7 separate regions of the Mus musculus genome follow, and all the other regions are linked to region 7. Evidence: chromatin contacts called from public promoter capture Hi-C data. All regions are on one chromosome and are shown on one strand. Each heading gives the region's core, a stretch centred on a gene start, on an enhancer-like site or on the middle of the called end of the contact. The rest is flanking DNA. Distances are from core to core; before and after follow the strand shown. Region 1 holds the start of Tcp11 (t-complex protein 11). Region 2 holds the start of Slc37a1 (solute carrier family 37 (glycerol-3-phosphate transporter), member 1). Region 3 holds the start of Pknox1 (Pbx/knotted 1 homeobox). Region 4 holds the start of Taf11 (TATA-box binding protein associated factor 11). Region 5 holds the start of Ilrun (inflammation and lipid regulator with UBA-like and NBR1-like domains). Region 6 holds the start of Scube3 (signal peptide, CUB domain, EGF-like 3). Region 7 holds the start of Cmtr1 (cap methyltransferase 1).

Region 1 (2,700 bases), core at 48-2,547, 1.6 Mb after region 7:
TTGAACCCAGGGATACCAACCAAGCTACAACCTTAAATTCTTTTCAGTAAATCCTACCTTGCAGTATTGGAACTGAACCTGGGCCCTCAAACATGGCCGGCATTTTGTTACTAAGTTGCACCCATTATCTGGCTTTGTTTTGTCTTTAAACTTTAGTTGCTTCGTCTGTCCTGGAACTGTGTAGTCCAAGCAGGCCTTGGCCAGTCTGTCCTCTTGCCTCAGTCTCCCCAGTAGCTAGGGTGACAGGCCTGCACCGTTACTTTCAGGTTTTCCAAAGTCAGGGATTGGCAAGCAAAGCAGCGGCATCAGGCGGTACAGCCATTTCCGGGGGATCGCACGCCCTCTTCTGAACGCCTGGGGTACTGCATGGATGGGATGCATTTGCATAGGTTTTATGATGACTTCAAGTCAGAGTAATTAAGAGGCCAGAAAGAATATGAGGGAAAAACACCCTCTCCATGTTCTCTCCCCAAACCCAAGGCGTGGGTATTTAAAAGACTTTAATCCCTGCAGAGGCAGGAAGATCTGAGTTTGAGGCCAGCCTGGTCTACAGAAGAGTTCCCTGACTGCTGGGGCAGCATAGAGAAACTTTCTTTGTCTTGGGAAAAAAGCAAAAAACACAAGAGAATGTTATATGTAAAACAAGACAATTTTATATGTATGGGTATTTTGCCTGCGTGTATGTAAATATATGTAAATATAGGAAGTATGATCCCGAGGAACTGGAGTGGCAGATGGCCGAGATCCATCATGTTGGTGCTGGGAATCGAACCCTGGTCCTCTGGAAGAAAGCCAGTGGTCCTAACAGCTGAGCCATCTCTCCAGGCCTCACCCTCCATTTTTTTTAAGAATCTGGAAATGGAGCTCAGCCTATGAGGTCCCTTCCATGCCCAGCACTACATGAACCCTTGGTGGTGGCTCACACGGGTGACCCCAGCACTCAGGCAGAGGCTGTAGGGTCAGCAGTTCGAGGCTAGCACCCCTGTGCATGCTCTGCAGGCTACCCCTAAGCCCCAGATCCTGACACTTGGAATCAATAGGGATGACCGTCCTGCCCCAGTCTCGGTCTCACCCAAGGTGGCGGCAGATGGTCGGTGGCGGGTCGCGATGCTGGTGGGGAGGGCTGCCACGCGCCTCGCGCCTCGTTGCCAGGACACCTAAGCTGTTTGTTTGGCAACACCGGGCGTTCCCACTCCTGCTCAGTTCGCAGGGTGGGGATGTGGAGTGTGTGACAGCATCGACGTGGGGCTCAGTGGCTCCACCCAGCCACGCCGCCCCTGCCTCATCCCCCCAAGTGGTTTAGCCCACCCGCACCCCGTGCCGCCCAGCCAGCCAGAGCGGGCGGGCCGGCAGAGAAGGAAGTGAGCTGAGTGGAGAGAGGGAAGGGGAGGGAGAAAGTGGAGGGGGAGGGCGGAGGTGAGCCACGGAGGGGAAGGGATGAAAGAGGGGAAGGGAGAGGGGAAGAGGAGGTGAGGGGAAGAGGCATACTGAGAGGGAGAGACAAGGGGTGGTGAGGGATGGAGAGGGGTAAGGGGAGGGGCGTCCGTCGGGGCTGCGGCCTCAGTTTCTTCCTGCGCCAGCTCTGGTCCCCCCTGGCCCTGACGAGCCCCCAACATTTGTCACCACACAGATACCACCACCACCACCATCACCAGGATGCCAGACGTGAAAGAGAGGGCGGCCCGGAAGGAGCCCGGCGCGGCAGAGAGCGCCTCCCGTGAATCCCGCGGGGGAAACACCCGGGAGAGCGCGAGCAGCGCCCAGGGGCACCGATCGTGTAGGTTCAACCGTCGCCCGAGCACGGCCGCCCTCACCCCAGGGTCCGCGCAGGGGCGCGGGGTAAAGACGGCGCCACGAGGTCCCGTGGGCCACGGAGGACTGCGGACTGGCCCGACCTCCCGGTGTCCCCAGCCCTCCGCCCGAGCGAAGCTCCCCTCGGTCACGCGTGGGGCACCGCTTCCGCCATCCCCGGGAAAGGGCCACCTCGGCGGGACCCCGAGCTCGCACAGGCTAGGTATCTGCTTGAGGCAGGGTCCCCCAAGTGCGGGGACTGCAGGTCCGGACCTCCCTCCCCCTCGTTTCAAATGCTCCCGCACAAGCGTTGCCATGGATTTCCTGTGACGCTGGACAGTTAGTCTCTCCTCTGTGGCCACGCGGGGTCGCTGCTGCTTAACGCTGTGACTTGAGACAAGATCCAGGTGTACCCGGAGGGGTGGGGTGGGGTGGGTTGGGTTCGGGCTGGGGTTGTGTATCCAAATAGGAACCTGGCCTGTGGGGTTCAAGGTCAGGGCGTGCTGGTGCTGCTGGTTTGGAAACAGTTCTTACAATGGCTGTTGCATCCATAGGTACAGTGACTCCTGAGTATACAATCAAATTCCTTTTGTAAAAATTTGGAACTGTGTATAACACGTTGGCTTTGTTGTGTTGCAGTTTTCTTTTTTTAGGGGGGCAATCTGAATTTTTAAGAATTGTAGCCACACTTAAATCTCTACTCTTTAAGCCCTCCTTGTTCCGGAGTGCTCTGGGCGGAACTGGCTGCTTCTTGCAGTTGGAGAGTTTCTTGAGGAGTGGCTGTAGCTTTGAAGGTTTCCTTTCACCTCGGATTTGTTTACGGATCTGATTGTGTCATGCCAGCCATTTCGGCTGGGATAATGAAGGACTGCACAGATGCTGGGAAGAGCAGGGTCCGGTCACCTTTGT
Region 2 (2,700 bases), core at 101-2,600, 1.6 Mb before region 7:
TACCGGGCTCTGAGCTACCCAGAACCCATCAACCCTTCAAGGAGACTCAGGAGTGGGTGGGAGTTAGCAAAAGCAAGAGCAATGCCCCAAGGGGGGTTTTCCAGTCTTTAGCACACAGGCAACATCAAGGCAGCCTAAGGCAACCTGTCAAAATGATGGCACTTTATAAAAGGGCAAACCTGGGAACCAAACTCCCTCCAAAAGCTTCAAGAGTTTTGTTTTAAACCAAGACAAACACTAACTCCTCTAATCGAGCCCTTTCTAAGCGTTTAAAGGCTCCATTGGCCGTGGGAGATAAACAGAAACTGTTATTTTCACTTGTCCTGAGCTTAAATACAAGGAGTCAGAATTCTATCCACCATAGCTCTTAGCCCACTCACAGCAAACAACGCACCCCGGGTGTTCTCCACCGAACCAGACCTGTAACAATACTCCCAGGAACTCAGGGTGCAAACAGGACCCCCAAAAGAGGGAATTCTGTGTAAAGCCGAATAATATATTTACCAACTCGCCCAACTTCACGCAATTTAAGTTCCAGGGCGAGAAGGCAGGTAGGGAGGCAGGCAGGTGCAGAGAGCTCTAAAGACCAGGAAAAAGCACCTTAAGAATTTAAACCAAGAGCAAGGGGAGGGTCTTCCGTTCAAATGCAAATCTTTACCTGCGGGCCACCAAGATCCTTGGGTGGACCCTAAGTGCGCGGAGCTGGGGGACTTTTCCGGTGGTTTAAACCCTTTATTACCGCCCAGACGGTGGCTGTCACTGCGTTGGCCACAGAGCCCGGGCTCCGGGAAGCAGTTCTTTTAGCAAACAAACAACCGGAGCCCAGGGTGCTGGCTGAGAGCTTTCCCAAGGGCTTTGCGAGCCGGCTCCTCCTCCCAGGTCCTACAGCCGCTTGGCCGGGTGGTGAAGGCTACAGGCACGCCCACGTCCCCTACGAGCGGCAGCAGACAAAGCGCTGGGTCTCCGGCAGGCGTCTTCTCACAGCTGTCACTCGCGGCCTGGGGCCGGGAGGGGACCCAGCATCACAGCTAGGCGACCCCAGCCCCCGGGTCTCAGGGAACCTTTTGCTTCCACTTTCCCCGGGAATTCAACGTCACCAGCACCGGATCGCCCCCGCACTGTCTCTCAAGGCCACTCTAGGAGCCCTTACTTCAAAGACGTCCCACTCTAGGAAAAGCGCTTGGTTTGTCCCCGGCTCTCCAGCCACACAGCAGAGGGAGACAAACGGCGGAGAGGCCGAAGCGGGGCCCACGGCAGGTGCGTGGCGGCTGGCAGGTGAGCGCCGCTGGGGAGGGTCCTCCGTTGTCCCCGCGCCTACCTGCGCTCCGCAGCCCGCGTCGCGTGCTTCCTGCCGTCGACTTCCTGGAGCGGCCGCCCTTTCACTTTCCCGGCCCTGTGAACGCCGACCCTGTGCGGCTCCTCCCTCTCCCGCGCGCCCCCTGACCCCGGCCCCGCGCGCGCCCAAGGGATGCTCAGATCGCACACAGCCCGGAGATGCTCAGCTGGAGCATCCTCTAGCTGTTCCTGGGTCCCCACACCTGCCTGTCATGCTCTCCTAGGCCCCGCAGGACGCCGGGCTCTTACTGGCATGGTGCCCAGCAGCCAAACGCTAGCTCCTAGGGGACCTCACCACCACCAGGCTTTTGTCCCCGAGGCGGACCTTACTAATGCCAGCGACATAGACAAGTTCCGAGGTAAAGATTTGCTCCCTCGGAGTCCTGGACTGAGGATGGCCTCTCTCGGCCTACCACATCAAGTGTCAAGAGTCAAGAGCATCCGGTATGCTACAAATGGAGCTGGCACACGCCTGGTACCGCACCTGTGTCAGTGTGATAAATGGCTTGCATGGTTAAGTCCTGAAGGCCAGCCACCCCGGTCATGAGAAGTGCCCTGGCACACAGCTTCCTGGTCAATTCCGGATAATTATCTTTCAAACCCCACACCTCCTGCCAAGAATTGATCCTGGAAAGTCCGGGAAGGGCCTGATTACTTTTCTAAAGGGCATCTGCCTCACGCCTCCACGTGTCGGCCTGGCCTGGCATCCAAAGCCAGTCCTGCCGCTCAGCCCCCTGCCGCAGATCAGCACCTGCCTGGAACAGCAAAACCAGGCAGGAAAACAACTTCCTAGGAACACCCACTGGGTAAAACCGTGCCTAAACCAAAACCAACCCGATGCATGAACAGAGAGAGCCAGGGCGAGGGTGAGGAGTGTTTGGCGGGGGTAACTAGCGCCCTCTTCAGACTGGTTGGTGTACAGGCGGCCCACAGCTTCACTCTCCTCCCCACAGCCCACCCGCGCCACAAGCGCGAACGCAGTCTGCTGAATTGGGGAAGGCCCAGCCATACTTCTATCTACAGGCTTTTGAGAAGTGTTCTGTACCCTACAAGCAAAGTTGACTTCCTGTTTGAGCCACCTGCACCCACATCTCATATAGAAGTGGCCGGGGAACTCTGGCCACTCTACCCTGTTCCTTTGGCTAGATGTTTCCCACCCCACCCCCCTTTTTTTCCTCCCTAACTCTCCATTCCTTGTAGGCAGCAACTCAAGTGGACGCTTACATCTACTCTAGGCGCCTCCTCCCCATGTCACTAGTTCTCAGGCCTGCCATCACCAAGCTTGCTCAAGAGTCCCTTGCCCTTATGCCTGTGTTCCGTGGTTTTGTTTTGTTTTCTGTAGCTGCCCCAAACTACCCCAGCCAA
Region 3 (2,700 bases), core at 25-2,524, 1.9 Mb before region 7:
CCTGGTGCCCTGGTGGCCAAAGTTCTCCAGGAAGAACCTTAAGCTTCAACGGTACCTCACACAATGGTGGATCTAAGACTCAGCGCGCTATTGCCAACGGGATGGCCCGCACAGGCTGGGAGGGTTTAGGGACTCTTGCCTGCCTCACCTGGACACCGAATGAGCAACAAAAAGCGTGCTAGCAACGCGTTCCCGCCTCAGTCAAATCCTTCCCTGGAGTGTTTAGGGAAAGCTCATTTTTCTAGTGCTATGACAGGAGGCCTGCTTAGAGGCGTGTTCTTCCATCCTTTAGTGGAAATCACCCACATCTTTAAAAAAAATAAAATAAAACAAAAACAAGTCACTTCTGGAAGAGGCTTCCCTGTCGAGCCGACACCCACGTCTCAACTATCCAGAATCCCTGATGTGTGCTCAATCTTGGCCCCCGTGGCCCGCGCGCTCCCGGCTGGCGCGGTGGGACCGACCGCGCAGGCTACGGCCTCCGGAGCCTGGAGCCGCGACGTCGCCGGGCTCGGTGCTCCTAGCCGCACCGCTTCCCTTCTCAGATACACACGGAGCAGGCACAGCGGACCAAGCGCTCCTCGAGAAGCTCTCCCCGACGGGCCGTGGACACGCGCGACACGCTGTCACCATCCGCGGACTCCCCCGGGAAGCCCCACACCGGCTCCGGCCGCCCCTCTGGGCTGCCGACCCCGCCGCCATCTTCCTGCCGCGCCGCCCCCGGGCCTCGGCCCTCGGCCCTCAGCCCGCCGCCGCGCGCCCCCGCCGGCCCGCGCGCCCCCGCAGCCGCGAGCTGCACTCCGTGAGCGACGGTTAGGCGCGCGCTTCGAGCGGGCCCAGCGCGGAGGCCCTGCCGCCTTCGAGAAATTTCCGCGCCCCTGAACCCACACAGGAAAACAAGCCGGGCGCGCCCCCGCGCCGCGGCCTCAGCGCCCCCTCCCCCCATCGGCGCACCCCTCCCCCCGCCCCCGCCCCCGCCCCGGGCGCGGGTCAAGTGCGGCCCGGGGCACCGCCCGCCCGACCGCCCGCCTGGCCCGCGGCGGAAGAGGCAGCGGCGGAGGCGGCGGCAGCGGCGGCCTCGGCCGGTGTGATTGATAGGGACGGCGGCAGCGAGAGCGGCGGCGGCGGCGGCGGCGGAGCGGTTGAGTGACAGCTTACCTGGGTGCCAATCTTCATCACACTGACAAGCGGCTGCAGCAATCGGGACCCGCAGTGCCGCGCCCGCGTCCAACCGTCACGCCGACGCCGGGCCACGCGACACAGCCTCGCTCAATGGGAGGAGGGCGACGCCGATGCGCGCCGCATCAATATTCACCGCGGGGGCGGGGCCTGCCGACCCCGGGCCCCGCCCCCGCCCAGCGCGACGGCGGGCGGGGGGCGGGGCGGGTGGGGCGGGGGCGAGGCAGGGGGCGGGGGAGGGCCCAAGCGGGGCGGGGCAGAGGCCGGTCCCGCCCCGCTGCGCGCACTCAGCCAGGCCCCACCCAGCGGCCCAGCCCGGGCGCCAGTAGCAGCCTGCCCCGCCCCAGAGGCAGAGCTTATGTTTCATGACCACGCCGTGGGGCGTGGCCCAGAGAGCTATAGACCACGCCTCCTCTGCGCACTCGTCTGCTCCCTCCCTTCGGATAAAGGTTTGTGGAACTGGGTGGAACCATCTGCAGCTCAGGCGGGGAGTACGGGCTGTACCATCAGAGGACCTTCGCGATTCTGGGCCTCCCGGCTCTAGCCCTTCGTTCTGAGCGGCGCCTCGCAATCAAGGTTCTGGAGCTGGGGTAGGCGCGAGGAGGTAGGCGTTCATCTTTAAAGACCGAAGGACTGAGCGCTTGAGATGTTTGCCCTGGGATCTAACCATGGATGCAGTCTCCTGACTGACCGTGAAGTGACTGCGGTCTGACATCTGGTCCGTTAGGACTCCAGGCCAAAAAAAAAAAAAAAAAAAAAAAAAAAAAAAAGAAAGAAAAAGAAAGAAAGAGACCTTTCCTTAGGAGGACTGGACAGTGTTGTCTCTAGTTGAAGCTCTGCCTAACCAGATCATCTGCAGCAGCGTACCCCGGGCCCCGTGGCTTCACTGATCGAAGTAAAAGACAGAGCGAAAGAGGCCCTCAATTTGCCTGGCTTGTCTAGGCAACAGTTTTATGCAGTGGCCGCCTGAGTGTGTGATCGGTGCTTCTCATCCGTACACAGATTAAAGCGGTTCTGATGACCCCACACTCCTCAGGAGGAGCCTTGTACCCCAGGACTGTTGGCTGGAAGGGGCCTGAGGAAGCCGCAGCATGTGTTTGGTAGGACACCCTCCTGTGTCCTCAAGGCTCCACAGACACCCCAAGGCATCACTCTCTTTGTAGCTACAGTTCGGTTCACCACAGAACCCACGTGGAAGGAGAAAACCAACTACCAACACATGTGTGGTATGCACACACATTTGTCCACATACAATAGCAACAACAATATTAAAATTTGAAAAACTGGGTTTGGGAGCTGAAGATATGGCTCAGCTGATAAGAGTGCTTACCTAGCATACACAAAACCCTAGGTGGGATCCCCAACACACATTAAACCTTACCAGGTTTAATATGGTGACATATGCCTGTTATCTCAGCACTTGGGTAGTCGAAGCACAAAGATCAGAAGGTCAAATTCATTCTTATCTACCTTTTGAGGTCCTAGCCAATATGGAATACATAGGGACCTTGCCTCAAAGAA
Region 4 (2,700 bases), core at 130-2,629, 1.8 Mb after region 7:
AGGTGGCGGAGATCGGAGGCGGCACGCCTGCAGGAGCTTCCCGAACTGCTCGCCTTCCCAAAGGTTTGGGACCTCATGGCACTGGAAATGCGGTCATTGTTCCTGGCACCGTAGAAACAAAAGAAAAGGGGGTAACGCGTACCTCTGTTTTCAACTCCATTCAAAACGCATAGATTCAATACGGGATAGGCGCGGAGATCTAGAACCAGACTTGAAAAATCCCTCCCTCTGGTGCCTCCTGGAGGGAAGACCTGAGAGTTTTACTTCTGCAGTTAGACTGGCATTGTGGCAACTGCCATTTGTCCCAGCAGTCGAGAAGCAGAAGCCGCTGGCTGCATCGCTGTGAGTTTAAGGTCAGCCTGATCTACAAAGCAAGTTACGGGCTAGCCAAGGCTACATAGTGAGACCCTCTCTCCAGAAAAAAAAAGGTGGGGGGGGGGGAGGGAGTACGGGGGTGGCTGGAGAGGTGGTTCCCTGTTAAGAGCACTGGTTGCTCTGCCAGAGAATCTAGGTTTGATTCCCATCACTTGTGGCGCCTCACAGCAGTCTGTAACTCCAGCTCCAGCGGATGTAACACCTTTTGCTGGCCTCCCAGGGTACCACGAACGCATGTGGAGCTCAGACTTACATGCAAAACACCCATACACATGAAAAAAAAATGTAAGAACTCTTAACAGACACTATCCTCGCACTCCATCCTACTAACTCTTCAGAAAAAGTCAGAAGAGACCTTCTTTCTCTTAGTTGTCATGAGAGACATTTTAAAAGTCAGATTTGGGGAACCATTTCCAATTTTTAATATTGGTGGACTAAGGAGGGAAATGTAATTGGGAAAGGATGACTTTTTTTTTTTTTTCTGTTTTTCCCTCACAACACTAGCCTGTTCTGACGCGAGGCAGGTGGCCAATATTTGAAGTGTTAAATGAAACCATTGGATACTTTCTGTTGGCGTTAGAGATGCTTGCGAAACAGAAGGGAAACTTCCCTGGTGGACACAAGCCGGTGGTCTTAGTTCTTTGGGAAATCCGAGGTTAGGTCGCTGCCGGAAGCTGCTCAGTCCACGGCAACAACAAGCAGCGGGACCGAGTTCTCTCCCTGTTCCCCGACTTTGGGCTGAAGGAGTAAAGTTAAAGAAGGGTTAATTGGCATTACATTCCCAGGAAGGAGAAGAAAAAGAAGGAAAAAGAAGTCTCTCGGGAAACGAATTACGCTCTTTCAAAAACGCTTCTGCCCTGAAGCGGAGGATCTAGACTTCTACATTTCTTTCACATTAAAACAAATTCCGTTTATATGAATCCCCTGGGCAACCAACGCGCTTCTGGAAGTGACCCCTCCCAGGATCCGTGGGCGTGACGTCATCGCGGCGCGACGACGAGCCCTCAGCTCCAGCTCCGCTCCACAGCTCCTTCTCCCGGCGGTGCTGCCATCGCCTCTGACCCCCTGCTCTCGCGATGGACAACCTCGGGGAGTCGCCCACAGACAAAGGCGGGGAGCCAGGGGAGTCAGAGGAGACGAGGGCTACTCCTGGGGCTTTGGTGGCAGCCGACACTGAGGGAATCCCGGAGGAAACCGACAGGGATGGAGACGCGGACTTGAAAGAAGCCGCGGCGGAGGAAAGCGAGGTAGGTGGAAGTTGGTGGATAACGCTGCAGGACTACCCGGGTGCGCTCCTGACTGCTTTCTTCCAAAGCCAGGGAACTAGAATTCCCCCACGACTGTTTGTGAGTCTGCAACCTTGAGGGGCAGGAGAGGGAACGGGAAGGTGTAGGTGCTGTTAGAGCCCTATTCAGGCCTGCTTGTACTCCAGCTCCTTTTGGGGGAAGGCTGAGGAGGAAGGTGGAGGAGACAAGAAGATAAAAGACGAGGAGAAAATGGTTAAGGACAAATAAATTTGAAAATCTGAAGCACAAAGGTTAGAAACACGCGTAGATCAATAGTGGAAAGTAAGTTAGAAAGGCTGTCAGATAGATAATGCCTTCTCTCCCCCTCTCCATATTTCTGTATGAGTTTAAATATGAATTCCTTCCTTCCTTTCTCTCTTTCTCTCTCTCCCTCTCTTTCTTTCTTCTCCTCCTCCTCCTTCTTCTTTCTCCTCCTCCTTCTCCTTCTCTTCTTCCCCTTCTTCCTCTTCTTCCTCCTCCTCCTTCGAGACAGGGTAGCCCTGGCTAACCTGGAACTCAGGTTCTATAGACCACACTGGCTTCGAATTCAGAGATCCCCTTGCCTCTGACTTCCAAGTGTTAGTATCAAAGGCATGTGCCACCACTTCCCGACATACCTTTCATTTTAAAGGAACCATTAAATCTCATTAATGAGTTTTGATGTATTACGATTTTATAGTAAGTTGGCTAGGACAGAGTTTGGATCACTCTTGTGAATAAAACGGTTAAGTGTTTATGTGAGGAGAAATGTAAATAGTAAACATCTTGAAGACGTTTTTAGCTTAGGGCAGGCGAAATTGTTCAGCAGGTCAGGGTGCTTGATCCCCAGAACCCACGTTAAGGTAGAAGCGGACTATCTGCACAAAGTTGTCCACTTACAAACCCACACACATGAATGTCCGTAGTAACTGAAAAATTGTGGGTTTTTAAGAATATTTTTTATATGAATGTTTTGCCTGTGTATTTTTGTTTGCCGTGTAATGTGCCTGGCACATTCCCTGTAAAAGTCAGAAGAAGGCATTAGATCCCCTGAAACTAG
Region 5 (2,700 bases), core at 119-2,618, 1.8 Mb after region 7:
ATAGACACAATTCAAACACATCCGTAAACATATTTTGTCAATCTTTAATCAGGTTGAACTGTTGAGCAAACTATCAGCAATAACTGCATTTGCTCAAGGTTCTGCTCTGAAATTTGGATATGATAACAATCACCAGGCGATTTTGAGCCTCCTCCCAGGCCCACTGACTTCAGTTGAGTCTCTTTTCAGAAGTAGTTGTGACAGTAGTTATCCCAGCAAGTAGGGGTAGGAGGATGAGATCAAAGGCAACTCCAGGAAGAAAGCCCGCCTCTGCCTCTTGAGTGCTGGGGTGGTTTATTTTTTAAAGGCAGGGTCTAGAGTATCTCTGGCTGGCATCAAACACACAGAAATTTGCCTGCCTCCCCAGTGCCGCCACCCTTGGCTGTCAGCCAGGCCTTATATGCAAGAGCGAAGTATCTCTGCTCTCAGGAACCCAGGTCTTCATACCTTCGGGGAAACAGCTTAAGCCAAGTCCCCAGTTGCCCAGTTTCTTACCCACCCCCATCCCTGTACCTAGTCATATCTAACAGGTGACACTGAGAAAATACTTGGTGACAGAACGGGCAGATGAGTCTCTCCACAGCTGAGCTTCTTAATCCTTCAGCTTCAAATGGAGCCTCACATTAGTAGATACACTGGATACTGTCTACAGTCATTTTTTTGGTCGTGGATTTTAGAGACAGAACAAGATTTGCTAAATTCTAGGGTATTGACCTTTCTTTGCAGAGGATCGGTTCCTCTGACCTGTAACTGGTGCTTGCATTAGGCTGCCTTTATTTTCTGGAAACGTAATGCTAAGGTTGCATAGTAACATAGGCAGTCATGAGAAACTCAGGTCAGAATCCAGAGACTAAGCGTGCACCGCCGCGACCTTGGGAAAATGTCTGTTTGAATACTAAGTCCCCTGAGAGCGGAGCAGCAAGAGTCCGCTCTGTGCTGCCCTTTGCCCTTTGCCCCAGTCCCAGCCTCTGTTCCTGTGGCGACTTCGGGTTCCCAGCCTGAGCATGGGTGGGGTCGCTCGTCTCCGAAGCACCTCTCAGACTCGTGACTCCTCCCACGCAGTGTGGGGACTCAGGCGAGGACAGAGACCCGCCCAGTATCCGCTCTTTCCGGCTTCCCGTTTCCTGCCCCCTCCGCTCTGTCGCGGTGAGGTCACGCGAGAGACGTCACCGAGTTATGACGTCACTGAAGGCGGGCTTTCGGGAGAGGAAGGGGCGGGGTCCGAGCGGCCCCGCGCGTGCGCGTTGGGCGCGGCCCGGGAGGAGGCGGAGGCGGCGGTGCTGCGAACCGCGGCGGCAGCAGCGGCGGCGGCGGAGGCGGGCGCTGGGGGGGGTGGGAGGGGGGGGAGCGCGAGCCCCAGAGCCAGCGAGAGAGGAGCGAGCGGTGCGGTGCGGCGCGGCTCGGCGCGGCGCGCGCAGCCCATGAGGCGGTGAGAGGCCTGGGGCCTGTCTCGGAGCAGTGCGCGCGGCGCCGGCCAGCAGCGGGCCGCCCTTCGTGGGCTCGGGCCCGGGCGCGGCGGCCGCCCGTGGAGAAGCAGGTCGGGGCGGTGGAAGCTGTGCGTCCGGGCCCCCCGCCATGGAGGGCATGGACGTGGACTTGGATCCGGAGCTCATGCAGAAGTTCAGCTGCCTGGGCACCACAGACAAGGACGTGCTCATCTCCGAGTTCCAGCGGCTACTCGGCTTCCAGCTCAACCCGGCCGGCTGCGCCTTCTTCCTGGACATGACCAACTGGTGAGTCCGCCCCACGCGGAGCCAATCCTGCTGGCAGCGGCCTCGCGGCCCCGAGGGCAAAAACACCGGAGCCCGCTCGTGGAGTACTCCCGGGCAGGGCAGGGCCCAGGCCGGGAGGTGGCAGGGAGTCAGAGCCCGAAGAACATGGGAAGAGGGGAGAAGTGGTGAGGTGGAAGCCAGGGGAGTCGATCTGGGGCGAAAAGCGTGTGTTCTGGGAGTAGAAAGCACAGGAAACGAGAGTTGCGAAGTGTTTTCCTTTTAAATAGGTGCGAAGTGTAGGAGCTGAGGATGACAGAACGGTGTGGAAACTCGAGGGAGTGTGTTAGGTGCTGAGGTCGAACTCTGGGCGCGGGAGAGGTCTCGGAGCTGAGAATAGATCTTGTGTCTCTTTGAGGAGATAAGGGCGAAAACGACTTTTGCGGCGGAGGGAACACAAATTATAATCAACTGAGTATGGTGAGAAAGGAAGAGTTGTGCCAGGGAGAAGTGACATCTAATGGAGGCGCCGGAGCGCCAGGCCTGCGACGAGGACTGGGAAAAGTCTTCAGAAAGTGGAGGGAAGCTGATCTTGGAGGCAGGAACTTTGTGAAGACACTGGCGTGCTGGGCAGAGGCTTGGCCTTGGGAACTTTGACGAGCTTACTGATTGGATGGGCTTAGTTGACAGAAAACTGAGAAATGTATAGGTTGGGGGCCAGGGGTTCTGGCTTGTAGTTGGGTTGTACAGGCTGAAGTGGAGCTGTCTCCAGGCACCGACGTGTGTCTTGGTTCTTAGAGCAGCACTTGCTGTTTTTGATAAGCAAGAATACTTTCTCTTGGTCTCCAAGTAGGGATTGTTAAGTTCACTCGGGAATTTAACCATTAGACTGGAGACCATTAGACGGCCTTTGAAAGGCTCTCAGGTGAAGCAACTAATCGGGATTTGAGCAAAAAGCAAGGGGGTGCATGCCCTTTGCCCCGTGTTGAGC
Region 6 (2,700 bases), core at 27-2,526, 1.5 Mb after region 7:
ATAGACAGAATCTACCTCCCCAGGCAAAATCTTGCTAAGAGGAATTTTCTTTTTGTCCATATAAATCTCTTTTGGGTGAGGACAGCGTGGGGGGAGGGGTACAGCAGGTCAATGGGGGGAGGGGAGGCTGTCCCCAGAGAACTGTGGGACACCAGCCTGGTTTCTGCCAGCGCAGCCTTGGGACTGGCTGGCCCAGGAGCGCGGGGTCAGGGACCGGGGCAGGAGGGCCTCCCAGTCTCCCTCTAATTCCTAGAGGGATCTGTCAGAGCTCCCAGCCTGGAATTTTACTTTGTTATTTTAATGCAATTCTAACCTGGATTTAAATGGAATTGGAAACCCCAGGCCTTAATAAATAAATATTATGATAAGAAATGAAAGCCATGCGAGACGAAAGGGATTCCCCCCCCCCAAAGGCAGAAACGCAACGTTCGTGCCAGAAGGCAGTCACAGACATTTTCTCCTACTGCTCCTACTATTCTGTGACAGGCAGTCGGTTTCACCGCGAAAGAGGTGTTTTTCTTTAACATCCTTCGACTTGATAAGACGGTAACTTCGAAATTTCGGCCTGACTCTGCCTCATGCGGGCAGGGGAGGAGGTTACGAAGCGTATAGCAGAGTTGAAAACTTCCTTCCCTCAGTCTCAAGCTCCAAAGTGGAGTCCCTGGCAATGTTTGAGAGAAGATTCTCTCTGACCTCGGAGGAAGATGCTAGATGGTGGCAGGGAAGCCGGCAGAAGTGCATGCATGCTCCTTTCTGCTGGCCGCCCCCCTCCCCAGGCGCTATTGCCTGTCGCGCAGCGCCCCGAGGTCTAGCGTCCCTGTGCCCCACTGGCCGAAGAGTCGGGGGGCACAGGGCCGGGTCCTGACAGCCACGCACTTCTAGACACCTGCCCTGGTGGCTCGGGCCCCGCCGTCCCGCCGCCCCTCTGTCCCGCCGCCCCGCCGCCCCACAATCCCGCACCGCGCCTCCCTTACCTTGCGCAGCTTTGCCATGCTGGGCGGCGCGCGCGTGGACCAGCAGGAGGAGCAGGCAGAGCCCGGGGACGCGCCCCGAGCCCATGGCCTGGAGCTCCGCGCGGCGGGGCCGCGGGGGTGTCGCAGCCCCGGGGAGGGCGCGAGGAGGAGGGGGAGGGGACTGGAAGGCGCCCCGCGGAGGCTCCGGGCTGGGCGTGGGGAGCGCGCGGTGGGGAACGCGGGCAGGCGCGGGGCGGCGGCCCGAGGGGCGGCCCGGGCTATCGCACCCGACGCCCAGCTTCGCCCGCGGGGAGCTGTAGCCTGAGAGCGAGCGCGCAGAGCCGGAGCTGGGACCTGAGAAAGGGGAGGGGAGACGTAGCGCCTAAACACGCCCTTTCTGCCTCTTTCTTCCTCCCTTGCTTTCTCGTCTCCCGGGCTCCGTCTGTTTTTCTTCGCCTTTCTCCTCCTCCTCCTCCTCTTTCTCCTCCTCTCCTTGCTCCTTTTCGTTTTCTTCCTCCTCCCCTTCCCACTGCCCCTCCTGCTTCTCCTCTCCGTCCTCCTCCTCCTCCACCTCCTTTTTCGTGCCCTTTTTTTTTTTTCTTTCAAAGGGGGCCTCGGCGTGGCGGCCGCTCCCCCTGCGCGCCCGGGCGCGCGGCCCCCTCCCCAGGCTGCCGGGCCGCTGCCTGCAGGAATTTACAATCCGGCGCTGGGGGAGCGGGCCCGGTCTCCATGGAGACGGCTTCCCCGGGAGCAGGGAGGTCAGGCGCAGACCGCGCACAATCAATGGATCAATGCAAGCCCCCGCTCCGCTCCAGACCAAACAGCACCGGGGCTCCGGCTCGTCCGCTCGTTCCCTGTGGGGAGCTAGCGGGGGAGCCGAGGGTGCGCCCCCCGCGCTCGCACGTCAGGAGGGCCGAACGGCGAAGGTCTGCACGCGCACCTCGGCGGGGAGACAAAGAGGGCGCGAGGTGTCGAGAAAGCTTGGAAGGGCTGCACCTCGGAACAGAGATGGGCTGGGACTCCGGTCCAAGGAACGTCCTCCGAACCTTTAGCCCTAAAGTCACTCCCACCCTCTGGACACAATCCTCATACTCAGATGAGTCCTGGCTAAAACTGCCCGGCTCCAAGGGCAGGCTCTGTGGGCGTTGAAGGTAGCCCGCTGAGACGCCCTTCTCGGCGTGGCTCCCATATGCACTGTCTAGTGCTCAGCACACCGGTAGAAGCTACCCCACGATCATCTTTGGCACACACAAAGGCTCTGTACAATCTCTCCAAACCGGCTTCCAGTGCTAACCTCACTGGCAGCAGAGATTAGGTTTAAAGTAGAGACACTCTGCCGATGGAGCAAGTTCCCCTGGGTCCTGGACACTGTCCCCTTTCCCCCTATCCCTTTAGTCGCTCTGAGCCAATTGTACCAGGCCTCAGAGTCCTGCCTGCTTCAGAGCCAATTTTGTGCAGGAAAAAAAAAAAAAATCCCAGGGTACCCAGGAAAACTGGGCAATGACCAAGGTCTCCCTAAAGATGACTCAGTCCTCAAACCCTTGGCATTGGCAGCGGGCTTCAGCTGGGGTGGGGGTGGGCTCTGTAAGCAGACGCCTGCCTACCCTGGAGAAGAGTTGAGCCCTCCCTTTAGCAGGGATTAAATGAAAGGGTAAGAGAACGAACAGAGAAAGAGGCTTTGACTTCCCAGTTCCAGCTCCTGAGAAGCCTCTTGGCTTCCGGTCCCATCTCGATTGACCTCAGTTTC
Region 7 (2,700 bases), core at 76-2,575:
AGAGAAACCCTGTCTCAAAAAGTCAAAAAAAAATTACAAAATCTTCAGGAAAAGTAGTGTATTCAAAGAACTCAGAAAAGAGAAAAGACTTAAAAGTTGGAGGTACACTGGTATCTTTGGGGAACAGGGACGCTGGGATACAAGAACAGACTTCTCTGGCGTTTGAGTCAGACATATAGTTTTAAGACCATGTGTTGTTTTGACTATGAACTGATACTCAATATTGTCTATGAAAATCAGAGCCAGTTCAACTTATTTCAAAATATTTGCTGGGGTGGAGGGAGAATGAGCATCAGCAGTCGAGGTAAGAAAGTAATGGAATTTGAAGGGATATAGCAATCCCTCCCCTTGAAACCTAGCAAAAGGTTTCCGTATTTCCAGCCCGAGGATGAACCTGTGGACCCAATGTACGATCATCCCAATCTCAGGTGGCAATTTCCTAAGTGACAGTAGCAGTGCCTATTAGAGGAAAGCAGGAAAGCCAGGCGACTGAGCCAACAGAAAGCCAGGCCCGAGGAGCCACATTTTTACTTGACATCACAGATAGGTGAGCCTACTGGAAAGCTCATCGCTGAGGCTTCACAGCACATAAAATGGGTCTCATTTAACTCTTAAGTCGTCCCGGTGGGTGTGGGTGAAGCGGGGGTGGGGGGTGCCACTGGGAACTCAGTGTGGTCTGCGATGGGGCAAGTGAGAGAACAGGAAACAGCTTTGTAGAAGGGCAAGGCGGCAGATACGAACGTCCCCCTCCACCACAGCACCTTCGACTGGGGCCTCGCAGGGAATCCAAGCCAATCCTCTCATTTCCTCGGCCAGGGGAAGGCCAAAGGGCTATCGAGTGACCTACAATGGCAGACGCGCTGTGACCAGGCACTTCTAAGCGCTGCTAACCCCCGTATGCAGAGGGGAAAGAAGGGAACGCCATCTCCCCGACGGAGCTTCTCCTTTGGAAACGTCAGGTGTGATACTGTGTGCGCGGCGACCAGCAGCAGCGGCAACCTCGGCTCCGAGAGGTTGCTGGGGACAAGACAGGGGGCAGGAGCAGAGAGAGGCTACCCGAAAGCGGGCAAAGCGGCCGCCGCAGGGGAAGGATGCTGTGCCCGTGCGCCCGCCCGCTCGCACCCCCGGGGCCGCGCGCCTGCACTCACGCTGAGGGGATGGGGCGAGTAGCCGGCGAGCGGAGACGAGGGACCAGGCCGCCACTGTCGCCGCCCAGGCTGGCCCTGCAACCTCCTCCTCCCTCACTTTCGTTTTCCTCGCAGGGCCGGCTAGCTGCGCGGTCGCGCTCGGAACCCGCCCCGCGGGCGGCGCCGCTTGATAACGTCACGAGCCCGCCAGCCCCGCCCCCGCTGGGCTCAGGCTTGGCCCTGGGGAACTGCCCAGGTCGCACAGCGCGCAGGACCCGAGGCGCCTGCGCGGAAGGGGGACCGCGAAAGAATGGGGGGGCAGAGAAAAGCCACTAGGAAAATAACCCTTGTCTACTCTCGCCCTAAAGAAGGGAAATCAATACTTCACCTCAGTTTATTCATCTTGTTATGGATTACCTGAAGAAGGAAAACTCCCAAGATGTCTTAATAAATCATGTGGAGTCTTTATTATTTATTACCACCGGTGGGGCTGTCTCAGGCAGAGGAGCGGGAAGCACCCTCGGACCTCCAGTTTGTTCGACATTTTAAAGACAAGGACTGCAACTGTGATGTATACAGAAAGGCAGCTCCAAACATGTGCAACAAGCAAACATTGCTTTTTTTTTCTTTTCAGAAGCAGAGTGATAACAATTAAATGGTCAGGCAGTTAACCTTTAGGTCAGAATCACAATCACATGGTATAGAAATTTATGGCTGATCAAGAGACCAGTTTAGCATAAGATTTAATGACTGGTCGAAGTGACCGGAGACGAATTTTTGCCCAAAATAGTTTTAGCAATGAAAGTATTCTTAGGAGCTAGGTGGTAGTGTCGAACACCTTTAATGCCAGCACTCAGAAAGCAGAGACAGGCATATCTCTGTGAGTTCGAAGCCAGCCTAGTCTACATAGCTACTTCCAGGACAGCCAGGGATATATTGTAAGACCCTGACTTGGAAAGTGGGAAAAAAAAATCCTAGAAAGTGTTTCACAACATGGCGTAACTAGTTTGGTAGCTTACTACAGTATCGTCATTATATAGATTTAAGAATACAGTCAGAGGAGCCGGGCGTGGTGGCACACGCCTTTAATCCCAGCACTCGGGAGGCAGAGGCAGGCCTATTTCTGAGTTCGAGGCCAGCCTGGTCTACAAAGTGAGTTCCAGGACAGCCAGGGCTACACAGAGAAACCCTGTCTCGAAAAACAAAACAAACAACAACAACAACAAAAAAGAATACAGTCAGAGACACAAACTGGCCAAGGTCAAAGACCTGTTCCTGTTCCATAGGACATATTTAACATTGGACTAGGCATAGCTCAGTGTCAAGACTGTTCGTCCGGTACACACCAGATCCTAGATCTGATTCTCAATGCCTCAGACTAAAAGAAATAATGGCATCTGTGGCATTTGACCATATGCACTGAGATGGGCTGTAACTCTAACTCCTCTTCCCATTTTCAGACCAATATAACTTTGTTGGACATTCTCAGCTGCGTTTGTCTCTTAAACCCCGAGACTTCAAATGTCAACATATGTTCTCCCATAATGCTGCTTTTTTTAAAAAAAAAAAGGAT

What was found. Promoter capture Hi-C pulls out the DNA fragments that hold promoters and counts their contacts. Capture Hi-C pulls out chosen DNA fragments and counts their contacts.
Region 1: a contact with region 7 is called in a promoter capture Hi-C map of liver, with 2.4 times the contacts expected there. The contact joins the promoter of Tcp11 here to the promoter of Cmtr1 in region 7. A contact is called at or near these places in 2 of 39 promoter capture datasets (liver and pre-B cells).
Region 2: a promoter capture Hi-C map of liver shows a contact between it and region 7, with 5 times the contacts expected there. The contact joins the promoter of Slc37a1 here to the promoter of Cmtr1 in region 7. A contact is called at or near these places in 3 of 39 promoter capture datasets (liver and pre-B cells) and 1 of 115 datasets of contacts at active chromatin or transcription factors (embryonic stem cells).
Region 3: a contact with region 7 is called in a promoter capture Hi-C map of liver, with 3 times the contacts expected there. The contact joins the promoter of Pknox1 here to the promoter of Cmtr1 in region 7. A contact is called at or near these places in 2 of 39 promoter capture datasets (liver and pre-B cells) and 1 of 115 datasets of contacts at active chromatin or transcription factors (astrocytes).
Region 4: a promoter capture Hi-C map of liver shows a contact between it and region 7, with 3 times the contacts expected there. The contact joins the promoter of Taf11 here to the promoter of Cmtr1 in region 7. A contact is called at or near these places in 1 of 484 Hi-C or Micro-C datasets (CD4 T cells) and 3 of 9 other capture datasets (adipose tissue, liver and pancreatic islet).
Region 5: a contact with region 7 is called in a promoter capture Hi-C map of pre-B cells, with 3 times the contacts expected there. The contact joins the promoter of Ilrun here to the promoter of Cmtr1 in region 7.
Region 6: a contact with region 7 is called in a promoter capture Hi-C map of liver, with 2.3 times the contacts expected there. The contact joins the promoter of Scube3 here to the promoter of Cmtr1 in region 7. A contact is called at or near these places in 2 of 39 promoter capture datasets (liver and pre-B cells).

Annotation. Positions count from the first base shown.
Region 1 is chr17:28,079,236-28,081,935 of GRCm38.p6, reverse strand. It overlaps Tcp11 (t-complex protein 11), which reads left to right and starts at 1,297. Exons shown (of 10, transcript NM_001085555.1): 1 at 1,297-1,361; 2 at 1,631-1,777. The coding sequence starts at 1,657.
Region 2 is chr17:31,294,874-31,297,573 of GRCm38.p6, reverse strand. It overlaps Slc37a1 (solute carrier family 37 (glycerol-3-phosphate transporter), member 1), which reads right to left and starts at 1,350. Exons shown (of 20, transcript NM_001242427.1): 1 at 659-1,350.
Region 3 is chr17:31,563,347-31,566,046 of GRCm38.p6, reverse strand. It overlaps Pknox1 (Pbx/knotted 1 homeobox), which reads right to left and starts at 1,274. Exons shown (of 11, transcript NM_016670.3): 1 at 1,159-1,274.
Region 4 is chr17:27,906,423-27,909,122 of GRCm38.p6, reverse strand. Taf11 (TATA-box binding protein associated factor 11) reads left to right here and starts at 1,379. Exons shown (of 5, transcript NM_001379368.1): 1 at 1,379-1,622. The coding sequence starts at 1,452.
Region 5 is chr17:27,819,210-27,821,909 of GRCm38.p6, reverse strand. It overlaps Ilrun (inflammation and lipid regulator with UBA-like and NBR1-like domains), which reads left to right and starts at 1,368. Exons shown (of 5, transcript NM_001033279.3): 1 at 1,368-1,733. The coding sequence starts at 1,576.
Region 6 is chr17:28,140,885-28,143,584 of GRCm38.p6, reverse strand. Scube3 (signal peptide, CUB domain, EGF-like 3) reads right to left here and starts at 1,276. Exons shown (of 22, transcript NM_001004366.2): 1 at 975-1,276. The coding sequence starts at 1,059.
Region 7 is chr17:29,659,220-29,661,919 of GRCm38.p6, reverse strand. It overlaps Cmtr1 (cap methyltransferase 1), which reads right to left and starts at 1,325. Exons shown (of 24, transcript NM_028791.6): 1 at 1,149-1,325. The region is part of intron 7 of Gm28043 (predicted gene, 28043); the gene reads right to left.